Regions from separate parts of the Anser cygnoides genome. Here region 2 is linked to region 1. A link is a contact called in public Hi-C data. All regions are on one chromosome and are shown on one strand. The core of a region is the stretch at or near the end of the contact, and the rest is flanking DNA. Distances in the headings are between cores, read along the strand shown.

Region 1 (4,687 bases), core at 931-3,430:
ATTTTTTTTTTCCTGTAAAAGATGTGGCTTTTTTTTTTTTTTTTAACTCACATCCTCAACAAAAGTATTGCTGTAAATATTCACCAACCAAATGTCAGATTTATGGTAGAAAGCAAAGGTTTCATATTTTGGTAACAACACTGATATCTGGACAGGCTAAATTTAGAAAACATTTTTTAGCAAAAGAGTAAATCAGTGAACACTGAACTGCTCTAAGTTTTAGCCTATTCCTAATAAAACTGAGCAACCATTACCAAAGGAAAATGCCCAAATCTTTGAGTATTTTACACAAGGCACGAGTCCATTTCATTGTGTTCATGGGAAGATAACACGTAAACTTTGTGCAACATAGCCTTACTTTTTGAATGTTAGTGGGTTAAGTTCATTGTTCCAAACTGATGTCCTAATTTTTCCTGACTGAATTTCCCAGAGCCTAGATTTCCAAGAAACGTGAAAATGTACCGGCATTGGGCAGTAGGTTGCTATTGGTTATTATGCTGCTCATTAACTACACTGCATTCAAAGCACAGCTGCCTACTAATGTTTAGTCATTTTTTGGTATGTTTAAATAACTTAACTTTGATCTGCACCATACAAGTTTCCTAATTATTTGTCTTGTGCAATTGCTGTTGTTTTGTTCCTTTACACATTCCTGTTATGCATTTGGATCTCATCCTGGACACTGTCCAAGCAGAGTTAAACAGTATAACGAAAGTCAGACAAAAATACCTGGATAAAACTTGTTTGATTCTGCCATTTTGGGCTGGCCCAGCATTACAGGCTGGTCCCTCACTCCTCTTGAGCTGGAAAACAATTCAGCTGTTTGTGGTTGAGGACAAAATAGCAGCAAGTCAGCTCATTGGCCTGAGCTGTCATGAATTCACTAGGCCCCCTTCAAATTCAAACTCTTTCCATCTGTTGGCAGATTAAAGATCAAGTGTGGAGAGGATGCTGATATTTGGAAAAAGCTTTAAATAAAAGGCAATCCTGTCTGTAAGACTTACTTCAGATGTACTGTCATTTTTGGACTTTGCACACCTGCTGACATTTAACGTTTTCTGGGCTCTTCTTACATTATTGATTTTGTATTTGCATTGATGACTTCAAACTGTAATCAGTCAAATATTGCATTAAGAATGACGTATAGGTATACAGGACAGTTGATAAACTAGGTTACTTGGTGCTGCCTCCGTATGAGTCAGTCTCTACTGAATTTTGAAAAGATGCAGAGACTACTTTCAGTCGTAGAGGGTTGCCCAGGAACTGCATGATGTTCTTCTAAAACAACCACTTTTTTATAGCTTAAAATCACATATTCGGGAGTTTTGCTTGTATGGTAGATCTACTAATTGCTTACTGATGAGTCTTTTGAAAAGGCTCCAGACATGGTTTTGTCACCCAGGTTTAATCTGAGGTCTCCGTTAGCATTACCAGCTGCCCTGGCCACACAGCATTGGTGAAGACAAGCTGTGGTGCATGCCTGTTGCTGTTTAATGCATCCTGAGGTGACTGGTAGATTAGTCCACCTAAGGATTTGGCTGCCCACAGGATTTACCACAGATTTCTGCGCCTGAAGACATCTGAGATAATTCTTTTTTCTGTTTCACTTATGCCAACGATGTTGTTGTAACGGTGAAATCTAGATTAACGGTCTTGCTTTCCGAAGTTGTGTTACTTTCCTACGTAGTAACGCTGTAGGTTTTTACATTTAAAGTAAGATTAGAGTCTGATGTGAATCCAGTTTGGGAATTGCACTGCTTCTGTCACTCGGCGTTTCCATACAGAGGACTCAAATGCATTTTATGCATGCAGATGTAACCCCAGCAGCTTCAGATCAGTCAGAACACGCGGGGTGTGATTACAGGTGCACTGTTGCTGCATACGCCGTCACGTACATTCGTCATCACACAGTATTTGCTTTTTTAGGACGTAATTTGTCCCTCGTTTTTTTTTTTTTTTTTCTAAAAGCCCTGCCAAACCGCGCTGCTGGCACTCAAGCTAATGTCAGGCTGCACCCTCGGGCACCGCCCGGGCTGGCGGGTCCCTTGGGCCGTGACTCAGCACAGGAGGGGCAGGCTGCAGGGCACCCCTCGGCTCCCCCCTGTTCTCCCCTCAGCGGGTCCCGCCCCGCCCGCGGCCCGGCCCCGCCCGGCACCACGCGAGGGGCGGCGCCGGCACCACGCGAGGGGCGGTCCCGGTGCCGGCCCCGCTCCCGTGCCGTGCCGTGCCGTGCCGTGCAGGATCCGGCTCCGGCTCCGCTCACCGGCCTCGGCTCGGCTCGGCTCAGCCATGAGCGCAGACCCCGTGGTGTTCGTGTCGGCCGTCAGGACCGCCGTCGGTGAGGGGCCGGGCGGCGGGCGGCCCCCAGCCCCCAGGGCGCGGTGTCGCAGGGGCTGCGGGCGGGCGGTGACCGCTCTCCTTCCTCCCTCTTCCCCTCCCTGTGTCTCCTCCAGGCTCCTTCAACGGCGCCCTGTCCGCGCTGCCGGCACACGAGCTGGGCGCCGCCGCCATCCGTGAGGCGCTGCGGCGGGCCGGGCTGGCCCCCGAGGAGGTGTCGGAGGTGGTCCTGGGCCAGGTGCTGGCCGCAGGTAGGGCCGGGGGCCCTGGGGCGGCGGGGGGGGACACCGCGGCTGGGTCCCCGCAGCGCTGTGCGTGCCGGGGGCTGCTTCTGAGGGGGTCTTGGGGCGGGGCGGGGACGGGGGGTGCTGGCATTCCGGGGGCTGGCAGCGTTCCCTTTGTCACAGCGCTTCTCTGACAGCGACAGGGCTCCAGGGCTTGGATGGAGACGCAGCCCGCTTCTCTGTTCGGCTGGGAGACCCACCTGCGGGGTCTGCCGTGCCGCTTGCTTACACACAACCGGCTCGGTTTCGTGGGAATGCGGATACAGGGAATTGTTCGCTTTGACACGGCCATGTGCTTTTTGCAGGGTAATGTTTGATCAGCAGAGCCGCAGGGCAGACCAGCCCCTCTTCTAAAGAGGGAGGAAGAAAATAAAAGAAATACTTTCATATTTAAAGCTGATTCAGATTTCTGTGAATCTAGCTCATGGTGAGAGAGCATGCTGTGCTCTCCTTATCTCCACCTTTACATACAAAAGAGCTGGCCTCGCTTTGGCCTGGGGAGATGCAGATGAAGAATATTGCCTTTGTATGTAGTGCTCCTATTCTCTCTACAGCAGATTGCAAGCAAGAATGAATGGAAGCTTTCATTTGCACAAATGTGCTTATGGTTTCCAGGGGAATTTTTGGGGAAAGTTGTCTATTCACAGTGTACAGAAGATATCAGAAATAAACCCTTCAGCTAGCAGCAATTTAAATCAACTCATATCTTATATATGTGCAACAGGTTAGTGCCAATTTGAAACTGAATAAATGGTGTTTAATCTCACCAGCAGTCAACAGCAGAGTTGCAAATACAAAATTATGAGTAGCAAGTGGCTGAAGTCACTGATCTTACTATTGATCAATAAACCATATGTATAAATGAGAGAGGTAACAGCTGCTGGGAATTTCTTTGTCTACCAACTAAAAACAGGAACAAGCTCTAAAGGTTGGTGGAATTGGAAAGTGACAAGGCCTGTTTTGCTTTTGGAGAGTAGACAAGGAAAACCCCTGTGTGTTCTTGCAGGTGCTGGTCAGAACCCTGTTCGGCAGGCAAGTGTTGGTGCAGGAATCCCTTACTCTGTGCCTGCATGGAGCTGCCAGATGATCTGTGGGTCTGGCTTGAAAGCGGTATGTCTGGGTGCCCAGTCCATAATGACAGAAGAGGCCAGCATTGTGGTTGCAGGAGGAATGGAAAGTATGAGCAAGGTAAATCAAAAGATTGCACTCTCATTTTCTGTCTTAAGGGGAACAAACAGCAATGAAGTTGAATGTTGAAACCATGTATTTCAAGGCTAATGCTTTGGAGGCAGTTTCTGCACTTGGAAATTAATTTACACATGCAAAAATGGTCTTTTATAGCTTTTTTTTTTTTTGATGATACTGTAGCTACTTAAAAAATGCTGTTGCAAACACACATCACATTTAAAATACGATTTTAATTCCTATCTAGCCCTCTGGTGATGAATTATTTGCTTGAGACAGCTGGCAATAGCAAGGGTTGCTTTTGTGCTGCAAGAGGCCCAAAGCATGAATAACTGGAAATGTTATTCTTTTGCAGAATAATTGTTCAGTAATTAGAGCCTGGAGAGGAAGCAAAGTGCTTTCATTTCAAGGTTTTCAGCCCAAGGCTGTGTCATGGGTTGGCACTGGGCAAATGGTCTGATGCCTGGCAAGGGTGGGGCCTTCTGCCAGGGCTCGCTGGCTGTCAGTGCCGAGGGTGGTGTTGGCGTTGCCTGGTAGTGCAGTGGGAACTGTTTGAAGGGACCCACGGGCTGCATCGCCCCACAGAACCATTTGATTCGATCTGTGCAGAGAAAACATTTGCTGCTTGGTGACCTGCTGCCTGGGAAGTGTGGAGGCCAAACAGCACGCCAGCTATCAGACCCTGGAGGGAGAGACAGATCAGACAGATGGAGAAACTCATGTTTTGACTGGCCAAGGACCCTAATTTTCCCCTTACCATGACGCTCATTCTATCCTGCAGTGGGGAAAAAGGAATTAGGGTGGTTGGGGCAAGAGGGGTATGTGTGTGAGGGGGGCTGCAAGAAAGAGAGGTGAGCTGGGATCTGGGGTTGCTACCTGCA
Region 2 (4,687 bases), core at 554-3,053, 290 kb before region 1:
GACCTTGGCTTTATAGCATGCTTACTTGTAAACAAGGGGCCTTGAATCATCTGTGTTTTCATAGGATATTTCCATGGATTTCTTTTGACCGCACAGCATTTACAAGAAAGAGCTTGAAGTGTTCTATTGGAAAATTTCTGGCAATGTGTCTTTCCTATTTTAGAACAAGTGATTAAAACCACTGCTATCATACGAAAGCATGCATCATTCCATGCATTTTAAATTTAACGTTATGTAAGCTCTTTAAGAGAGCTGGCGAAGAAAGACCACTTATTTGATGGATGATAGAATTTATTTAAAGCTCCACTTCGACCAAATTAGATTGGTGATACAATTTACAATGTGTTATTTTTATATCTGCTTGTGAGTTTAATATTCATGTAAAATATTACCTGCACTGTCAAAATCTTTTTCAACAGTAATACTGAATTTTGGCTTAGATCTATTCCTTGACCCTGCTCAGTTGCAAAGTCTGCCTGGGGAAAAGGGAGAGCTTTGCACCTCATAAAGGGAATGCGATGGAACCTATAGTGCTTTTTCTTAGCTAAATATAACTGAATTAATATTACCAAAATATTTGTTTTGGGAGGACCCTCAAATTCAGTGCACTTTTTCAGCCTTTCTTTATAAGGAGTTTTTGTACTAGTGGTACTACAAAAAGTGTAGTGCCTTTAACAAAGTAAACAGCTAATGAAAAATAGTGTTTTGATTTGCGCATAGCACCTCGTGGCTATTTTTGTTACAGCTCTCTTCCTCCACAGTCAGACTTCCTGTGTCACTTGTTTAGAAAGCAAAAATGAGACGTAATTTATACAGAGACAACGTCAAGAGCTGGGAAACACTGTGTCCTGAAACATGAGTTTTAGGAGAGGCTCCATTTATTTTGCTTTCATATTTACTGAAGTCTCCTGACTGACAGAGGCTATCCAGTTTCATTCCCAATGTCCTGTTTTCTACGTACTTTGTATTCAGATTTGGTTCACTTGATTCTCAGATAGGCGAATTAAGCAGTAGCTACCATGTCAAAGCTGTATTTTTCCTTTAGGAACTAACTGGAGGCCTGGCCCTACAGTGCAAAGCTGTTGTGCCAGTTTCGGGTAGACTCAGCCTGGTGTCTGGCTTGGGAATGTGAGGTCCTCAGGTATGTGCTGCATGATAACGATGTAATATAGTTGTTGGTCTGCAGCTGTAACCCTCACCTGGCTTACTGAATTTAAGTGATTAAAACAGAAGTTCAAATCATATTAATAATCTCAGGGAAACCAATGGGAGTCTTCAAGGAGTCCGTCTAACAGGGCAGTTGTTTAAACAGGCTGGCTGAATTTCGGATAACTTGAGGAAACTTCCGAAGCCCTGCCTGGAACTCTTTACAACTACCTGAAAGGAAGGTGTGGGGAGCTGGGGATCGGCCTCTTCTCACAGGAAACTAGTGATAGGACCAGAGGGAATGGCCTCAAGTTGTGCCAGGGGAGGTTCAGGTTGGAAATGAGGAGACATTTCTTCTCAGAAAGAGCAGTCAGGCACTGGGACGGGTCGCCCAGGGAGGTGGTGGAGTCACCGTCCCTGGGGGTGTTCAAGGAAGGGTTGGACGTGGTGCTTAGGGACACGGTTTAGTGGGTGACATTGGTGGTAGGGGGACGGTTGGACCAGAGGATCTTGAAGGGCTTTCACAACATCAGCGACCCTGTGAGACTAAGGGCGGGAGGGGCGTGCCGTGGCAGAGGACTCCAACTCCCAGCATGCCTTGGCGGGCGCGCACGCGCGCAGTGCGCCGCCGGTGTCGGCGGGCGGCGGGGGGAAGTCCCGGCTGCCGTCGGGCCCGGGGAGCGGAAGGGGCGCGGCGCGGCGCGGGGCGGGCGGTGAGGCCGGTTCCGGGCGCCATTGCTCGCGGCGCCATGACGGACCGGTACACGATCCACAGCCAGCTGGAGCACCTGCAGTCCAAGTACATCGGCACGGGGCACGCCGACACCACCAAGTGGGAGTGGCTGGTCAACCAGCACCGCGACTCCTACTGCTCCTACATGGGCCACTTCGACCTGCTCAACTACTTCGCCATCGCCGAGAACGAGAGCAAGGCGCGCGTCCGCTTCAACCTCATGGAGAAGATGCTGCAGCCCTGCGGGCCGCCCGCCGACAAGCCCGACGAGTCCTAGCCCGGCCCACGGCCCCTGCCCTGCCCCGGGATGGAGCCGCCCGCCCGCCCGCCCGCAGCCAGCCCCGCAGCGCCCGCCCGCCCGCCGGCCTCGCAGCCCCCGGTCCCTCCGTCCTGCTCCGTGCGCGCCGGCGGGGAGGTGCTGGGACAGCGCCTGCTCCCGGACAGTTTCTCTCAGTTCCACAGTTGTTCAATTCCTCTCTGTTTTTTTTAAATAAAATTTAGTGGGCATTTCTAACGTCTTGTTTGGTAATGTGCTAGTAACAGCGTTTGGTTCTAAAAGGAACGGTTTGCTACACAATATTAAGTTGCTCAGTACAGCTGTCCGCAGTGCAAGCAACAAGTGTTTAACGGATAGCGTCTTCCCAGCCTAGCCATTTGGTACTTCCTTGCCAGAGCTACGTTTTGGGGAGGGAGAGGGGGAAGCACGTGGACTCTAAAAGGGTTTGATTTGTTGTTAGCCTTTGGGGTGATCTGTGATACCATGTACGTCCATTGCTCCAAGGTCTTAAAACTCCAGTGTGACTCTACTTTGTATGCTGTTTTTCTGTCTCATCTTCTCATCTGTACATTGCATTTTCCAAATCTTGATCCTCTCTGTTGCAGCATATTTTTTTAACCAATGTTTATAGCAATCTAATTAAAAATTTTTCTATGGTTCACCGTGCAAGTGAATAATGATGTGGGGTTGGGCACTGTGGGTATGCAATCAGAGATATGGAGGCTAGGGAGAAGCTAAATCATTTTGCCAAATGACATACAAATTTCTGTTTCCTTCCAATGAGAAAAATAAGGGTTATTCATTATTACTTTGAAGTAAAATGCCTAGAAATCCCACCAGTGTTGAGGTGACAATGTCAGATCAGACTACAAACAGAACTGATGTTGGTTTAGATTAGTCACCCAAACTAGGCTGTTTCTTCATAAATCGTGAATTCTAATGGAAGTCCTGAAAGTAAAACTTAGAGGTGATGTTCAGACTGTGCAAGTTTACCAGGGGCATTTTCTTAAAATCAGTGATCTCTTCCAAATAATGAACTTCTCATACTCTTTACTGAGACTTACAAAACTAAGCTATTGAAGATAATGTAGAATGTGAGAAAAAGTGCGTAAGTTCCTGCGGTTGTGTTCAAGCCAATACATCAATTTTCTGAAGACCTCAGTTTTTTTTTTTTTCCTCCCAGTTTTGTCGCACACACTGAGATGAGGACAAGGATGAAATGGTCCTAAATAAATACAGCTTGCAAGATTTGTGGGGAACTACTGCACTTTCCCAGAAATTAATTTCTAGAAATAATTTGTAGAAACTAATATTTTGCACTTCTAAGTGTAATTAATCTTTAAAATTGCTATCCTTAGGAGACTTAACAATGTGGTGCTTCAAAGCCGACTTAACAGCTTGAAATATATTTGCAAGATGGAGCAGGTAATTTGAAGAGCATCTGTTCCTTAAAAACTGAGTAATACGGCTGAAAGATTTTCCTTAGATAAGTTCACGCACTTAAAAGTAGGTATGCGCTGCAGTCTTGCAGATGTTGAGCAAAATTCATATTTAAATCAAGCAGGTTTCTTGTTACTTTTCTTAATGTAACTCTTCTAAAACCAAATCTTAGAAACTTGCCTTTTCCCTATACAAATGGACAATGTGCTCAGTGGAAAAGGGTGCCGTGGCTGTAGTTCCTCTTCATTGCCACACATACATTACAGCTCTCTCGTGGCAGGGAGCGGGGTGAGGAGGAGGACAAAATCTTGAGCCTCAGAGCAGAGACTAAGGATGGAGTTAGCATATGGAGGCTGTTTTACTGGGATGGAAGATGGAAGTGCAGTGTTGTGTGAAGACAAGTCTTTAGTCTCTTATACAGAAGGAAAACAGAAACTATGCAACTTAATCCCCTTTGTATCAATTAGAACTAAAGATATTTTCAAGAAGAATTCTTTTAGTATAAGCTGCTAATGGTTACCTCCATCCATGGATACTCTTAGTACTCATATTATAAAATGTGAGCAACAAGTGTAGGGCACATAACTAGGGATTAACACCCTCTTGCAAGCCATTTTTTCCTTATAAAGGCCAAACAGCCTTCGGGGACAAGTCCAAGTTATATACATGATGAGTTACCTTGCTTGCTGGTTCTACTTCATGTGCTCACTCAGATCTCAGTAAAAGTTGTGGCTCTCTTAGTGCAGTTGGAAAAGGTTTTTAGAGAGTCTGCACTAAGTTCTGATTATGCAACATTACGAGCACTTTCTTAAGAAATGCAGAAAACCAAAGGGAAGTTAGTATTTCTAAGGATTCGAGATAAATAGAATTTGGAGATGCTAAAAAGTGTATTTCTGGTCTTCGGCACTTTTCTAAATCTCAAATCATTTTTTAAAACCAAGCGAAGGCAGTGAACTGATTTCCATTTCAGTGTTGTAAAGCTGAAGAATAAAGTTAGTTACCAAGCCCACTGGGATGCATCTCTTTTCTAACTCTACCTTTAAAGATGAAGGATGCTGTTTATTAGATGGCTTAAAGCTTGCATTGTGTTT

Evidence for each region. A called contact is a pair of places that touch in the nucleus more often than the background predicts.
Region 2: a Hi-C map of liver shows a contact between it and region 1, with 5 times the contacts expected there. The contact joins the promoter of SF3B5 here to the promoter of ACAT2 in region 1. A contact is called at or near these places in 2 of 7 Hi-C or Micro-C datasets (granulosa cells and liver).

Annotation. Positions count from the first base shown.
Region 1 is chr3:50,429,237-50,433,923 of Taihu_goose_T2T_genome, reverse strand. It overlaps ACAT2 (acetyl-CoA acetyltransferase 2), which reads left to right and starts at 2,180. Exons shown (of 9, transcript XM_048067897.2): 1 at 2,180-2,338; 2 at 2,454-2,588; 3 at 3,628-3,809. The coding sequence starts at 2,290.
Region 2 is chr3:50,720,757-50,725,443 of Taihu_goose_T2T_genome, reverse strand. It overlaps SF3B5 (splicing factor 3b subunit 5), which reads left to right and starts at 1,803. Exons shown (of 1, transcript XM_048067881.2): 1 at 1,803-2,817. The coding sequence starts at 1,896. The coding sequence ends at 2,156.